Regions from separate parts of the Sus scrofa genome. Here region 1 is linked to region 2. A link is a contact called in public HiChIP or PLAC-seq data. All regions are on one chromosome and are shown on one strand. The core of a region is the stretch at or near the end of the contact, and the rest is flanking DNA. Distances in the headings are between cores, read along the strand shown.

What was found. HiChIP or PLAC-seq counts read pairs in DNA pulled down with a chosen protein or histone mark.
Region 1: an H3K27ac HiChIP or PLAC-seq map of alveolar macrophages shows a contact between it and region 2. The contact joins two enhancer-like sites. A contact is called at or near these places in 7 of 47 Hi-C or Micro-C datasets (alveolar macrophages, embryonic fibroblasts, fibroblasts and 4 more) and 1 of 2 datasets of contacts at active chromatin or transcription factors (alveolar macrophages).

What each region holds. Positions count from the first base shown.
Region 1 is chr7:20,335,171-20,338,032 of Sscrofa11.1, reverse strand. The region is part of intron 33 of CARMIL1 (F-actin-uncapping protein LRRC16A); the gene reads right to left. Among named protein-coding and RNA genes, the nearest start is that of SCGN, 53 kb to the left of the region's middle. Within about 2 kb of position 1,567, at least 21 of the 83 cell types and tissues checked have an H3K27ac peak or open chromatin away from gene starts, as enhancers often do. A contact at or near this core is called in alveolar macrophages, where this site is marked.
Region 2 is chr7:20,229,634-20,232,364 of Sscrofa11.1, reverse strand. CARMIL1 (F-actin-uncapping protein LRRC16A) reads right to left here. Exons shown (of 37, transcript XM_013977486.2): 14 at 2,011-2,088; 15 at 1,784-1,860; 16 at 414-518. Among named protein-coding and RNA genes, the nearest start is that of SCGN, 160 kb to the left of the region's middle. Within about 2 kb of position 1,269, at least 3 of the 83 cell types and tissues checked have an H3K27ac peak or open chromatin away from gene starts, as enhancers often do. A contact at or near this core is called in alveolar macrophages, where this site is marked.

The DNA.
Region 1 (2,862 bases), core at 318-2,817, 110 kb before region 2:
GCACAAGACGCAGATCTCCTGTTTAGAAGACAAATATAGATAAACTGCTCTGAATTCATTTTTCAAAAATCTGAGGGTGGGATGGGTTTGTGACGGCAAAGACGAGGAAGATGAGACGCCACTGTCTTAGGGCAGGAGCTGTGGCTGATGAAGTGGGGGAGTCAGCCCCTGCTTTATGGAGCAGAAAGCCCACATAAGAATGAGGCATTTAGGAGTTCCCATTGTAGCTCGGCGGGTTATGAACCCGACTAGCATTCATAAGGATGCAGGTTTGATCCCTGGCCCCACTCAGTGGGTCAATAAGGATCTGGCGTTGCCATGAGCTGTGGTGTAGGTCACAGACACAGCTCAGATCCTGCATTGCTGTGGTGTGGGCCAGCAGCTGTAGCTCTGATTCGACCCCCAGCCTGGGACCTTCCATATGTTGCACCCATGGCCCTTTTTAAAACAAAAAAAGAAGGAGCATTTAGATACAAAAAAGATAAGTCTGGTGTTGGCTTAATGATACCTAATAGTTCTATTGGCAAAGATGATCTACATCTACCTCCCATCTAAAAAAACAAAAGTTGAAGTGGGTGAGTAGACCAGGAGGCACAACGACTCCTGAGAGTCGGCCCTCCAACCTCTCCTTCCCAGCTCAACCTGCGCTTCTGACAAACCTAAAAGCAAATAGTGGCTGCCAGGTCCAAGCTTTAAGTTGTTTTGGATGAAAGAGGAGAGATTATTTGAAACACAGCTGAGCTCTGACACATTCACAATCTGCCACAGCCACACCCCCGCCAGGAGCACGGCAGTGTCAGAGGGGAGCAGTGAACACAGCAGGAATGCAGGGGCATTTCTCAGCAAGTGTACACATGTTCCACTTTCACCAGTGGAGGGTGCAGAACGGGTCTCAGAAGAAATGTGTACACGAGTGCTACACCAAGAGTGGGCAATTCTCTGCCACCATTATGCAAAACTGATTCCCAAGGAAAGGAAGCCCCGAGCCACGGGCTGCACGTGGAGCCCCCTCTGAGCCTTGGACAAGAGTCTGCAGGGCCAGGGACGAGCCTTGAATAGCCAGCCCACACCAGCAGGGGGCGCTACTGCCCCTGACCCCAGGCTGTCCAGAGGCTGTGCCTAAGCAGTCCTCAAATGCACAGTGCCTGGCCTCGCCTTTTATGGCTTCTTGGAATGTGGAGTCCTCCGGAACTGTGCTCACACACAAAAGATAAGGTGGAGCATTTAAACAGAGCTAGAAGGAAGGTGAGATAAGCAAGGCACTCAGGGCGCATTGAAGGAGGAACTGTCTCTCAGGCTCTGGCAGCTACGGGGCTGGCATCTGAGAGTAAGAGCCTCCTTAAATGATGTAGGTGTCTTACTTGGCTACACTTAAAATATAATCCTAGGAGTTGTCTTCCCTTTTTCCTTCTAGGCTTTCTGAGGTAGTTATAAATCTCCCAAATGCCTATGCAGAATGAGGATATAATAACCTAATGTCAATAACCAGAATGAGGATATGATAACCTCATTATAGGGGCCACAGAAGAAAAGATGTGGCTGCTAAGCTTTCAATACCTTTAGTTAGTCTCCTTTGTTAATAAATAATAAGTGCCGGAGCTCCCGTCATGGCTCAGTGGTAACGAAGCTGGCTAGTATCCATGAGGATGCAGGTTTGATCCCTGGCCTCGCTCAGGGGGTTAAGGATCCTGCATTGCTGTGGCTGTGGCGTAGGCCGGCAGCTACGGCTCTGATTTGACCCCTGGCCTGGAAACTTCCACAGGCTGCCAGTGCGGCCCTAAAAAGACAAAAAGAAATACATAAATGAAATAAAATAATAAGTGCCATACTTTCATTTTTACAGCTCTTTAAATACATCTACGTAAAAGTGAATAGTGTGAAGAGGAAAGTGAAGACAACATAATTTTTTTTTATCAATAGTATATTAACTTCTGGTATTATGTTGATAGTTTATAGAGAACACAGTCATATAATTTAGGGAGAAGTATCCTAAAATGAATTTATGAAAAACTTACTATTTTATTGTGCTGATGGAACACCCTTGACTGATTTCAAGTGTTAAAGCCTAAGGATTTTTTATTATCGTTGTTTTAAATAGACACTAGATGGCGCTCAAAGATTTTAAGTCGAACAAATAAAACTTAAATCCTAAGAATTTTGTCACCATGAGCCAATTTATTTATCAAATCCAAAGCACGTGGAAGAAACCCTCCGGCACTGCTCATCTCTCTATCCAAAGGCATCAGTGGAAACAGTGATAAAATAAACAGCTCATTAGTGAAAACAGTGCATTCCTGGTTGTAAAGAAATTCTCTAAAAACAGATTAAAATATAAACATTTCTTTGGCCGTCTGACTCATCAATGACATAGTCGCAGTATTTATTCAAAATTCTGACCAGCAAAGGCCACATCATGTCTCCCTTGTTGAATTATCAGAACGTAGTCTTACCCCCTCCACTCTTCCCTGAGAGCTAAAGTCAGGAGGGCTCTGAGACTAGGAAAATGGTACTGGTGGAAGAACTATAGTGAATAGCTGTCAAATCAAAAGGGATGCAGGATTTCATGAAAAAAAAAAAAAAAAAAAAAAGAATTAGTCATTTAGAAGTAATATAAAACAGCCCTCCGTGTCCCGGTATACAGTTTACCATGTACTTTCCGAAAATCAAGGGGGATGAACTATTTTATTCTGACACTTAGATAAAATCGATGTGCAACTTCCCTTTCATTGAGGAACCCAGTTTTACAGACATAAAAGCTCAAGCGAATGCACAGAAACCAAAGCCTGGCTTCATTACGTTAATCTTAGTGATCACAATAAGGATACCATCCTCAAGGAGCTACAGAAAAACAACAACAACAAC
Region 2 (2,731 bases), core at 20-2,519:
TTCCCGTCTTGGCGCAATGAAAACAAATCCAACTAGGAACCATGAGGTTGCGGGTTCAGTCCCTGGCCTCGCTCAGTGGGTTAAGGATCCGGTGCTGCCATGAGCTGTGGTGTAGGTTGCAGACACCGCTCGGATCCTGCGTTGCTGTGGCTGTGGCCAGTAGCTGTAGTTCCGATTTGACGCCCTAGCCTGGGAAACTCCATATGCCCTGGGTGTGGCACTCAAAAGCAAATAAATAAATAACAGCTTTAAAAAAAAAAAGAATTTGATTTCCTTTGTGACCCAAAGTAAAAAGGCATTTTCATCTTCCTTGTCTGTCTTAGGATTGTATGTCTTTTTCCCCCTCCCTCGAGCACATTCATAATAACAAATTGAACTTTAAAAGCTCTAGAGAAAATGAATTAACCACTCACTTTAAGGGCTCAGGAGACAGTTTTGTGCCTGAAAGGTTGATTTGCATCAGAGCCAGAGAACTGCTGAAAAACTGCTTGAAAGATGGGGGGACTTCTTTTCCTTTCCTGAAAAATAAAACATGCGAGTCACATTGGCAGTTAAACTCAGCTCAGCACCACACTTCCAAACTAGCAAAGTTACTCACTGGTAATTCAGATATTGTGAAATACCCCATGAATGGATTGTAGCTTCAGTAGAAATTTAAAGGTTAAAAAGAAACAAAATGTCTGATCATTACAAAAATTAATTCAATGTACTCTGAAAAATGGGTAAGCGGTTAAGAAACCTCATTGTCTTTAAATCATTTGATCCCTATTCTTTGCAGTCAAGAAATTCATTGTGTTCTATCCTAGATCTTAGAAAACTCAGCTTCTCTCACCATTTTATCGCCTTCACTTTACACTCTCTGATCTTATCCTATTGAGGTATTTGTGGCGTATGTTCATTATGGTGAAGATTTACGTCTCTGTTGACGTAAAAGACCAAGAGTACGTTCAAATACAGAATAACTCATTTGAGGCATAATTGTAGAATAAAGCATGCCGAGTTCTGAATTTTCCAAGAAAGTGACTGCTTTTCCTTTGAAAACGTAAAGCTTTTAAAATGCAAACCAGTTTAAAAAAAAAAAAAAAGTGATATTCCTAAGATGAAGCAATTCTCCTTGTTTTTAGAGACGCATGTAATGAGTAAAATATGACTTGTGACCTGTGGTAATGATTATGAGCATTAAGTGTTGAGTTGTATGACTATGGCCCCCGAATGCCTTACTCATATAACCCACATACTTCCACATTCTCGCGTGCTCAGTTGCTGCTGGGTGTGAATACTTGTTGCTTGTAATCTACCGCCTGCTTGTGCAATCAACTCTAAGTCAGGAAGGGACAAGTAAGGTACTTAGGCTGACCTTCCACTTCTGCAAATTAAAGTGTCTGCGCTTTGGAATGACTATTCTCTTTATTTCCCTGATGGCTGATACTTACCGTCAAAGTGCATTACTGAGACACACCTACAGAAGTTTCTGAAAGTTATAGTAAGTCATACAGTCTCTTTCTATATTAAGAGAGAAGGCCTGTCCACCTATGAGAAATAGTACTTTATTATCTAGTTCATATAGGCAGGCTGGAGTTATTGATGGAAGACAGACCCGGGGTGAAAAGAAGCATAAAAAACTTGAACCTTCAAGGTCTAATATTCATAGATCACGGTCTAAGACCATCTCCTTCTCTCATGCACAATGAGCACCCTTTATCACCATTTTCATCTCACTATCACTTTCCCTGAGAGAAAGACCCTCCTAGATGATAATGATAATGCAGGAATGAATCCATACCGATGAGAAAAGACTGTTCTGGAGAGATTGAGCACAGCTAAATATTGAAGGCAGCCACGAAGAAGAGCTCCACAGACCTGAGAAAGAAACGAAGCACTCTCATTTTCAAATATTTCTAGAACTAAGAGAATATTTTATTGGGGAGCAAGCCCATTCTTTCCCAGCTAAGTAGCTGTTCTGAGACACAACCCCCCACTCATAACAATGTATAAAAATACATATGTTACCATGTCCAGGGAACATTCTGTATTGGATAAATCCAGATGAGCAATGGCATTTGGCTGAGCCAAAAAACTGTACATGGACTTGAAATAAAAAACAAAAAGCAAATATATTAGGATCCAGAAACACACATGCACACACACACATGCGAGCACACCGTGCAGGTTAATTTATAGAAGAAAATTGCCCCAATTCCTCCAGGATCATTTTCTCCTCTTCCCAAGAGGACATGCAGAATTTTCTGTCATTCCATTATCTTCCCTGAGAGCAAAAATCCAAAAACTATTTTAAATTATGTGTAAGTTTAAAAAAGGCCAAATGGAGCCTTGGCTACCCAACCCCTTTTTTGTCACACATGACTTCATTTTCCTGATTAGCTCCATTTTTATTGTACAATTTTGAAACAGTGCTAATTAATTTTAACTGCTGAGATCGAAAAACCACCTGAATTACAGTCACCCTATCAAAATGCTAATCACCTTTGCAAGTATTCAAGGAGCCACTAATTTGAATTTTAACCACAAGATAGTGGTCTCAGGCTACACACTCTTCAGTTCAACAAAATAATTTTTCTACCTTTAGTTACTTCCAAAATCTAACAAGAAAGGGCCTGACAGTACTATTCATTGGCTTGTTGTTGTTGTTGCTGTTGTTGTTGTTTTAATCTCACTTATAGCTAAAACACTTGAGTTTTCAGGGGGTCACAATGCCTCAAGTACGCCCTCA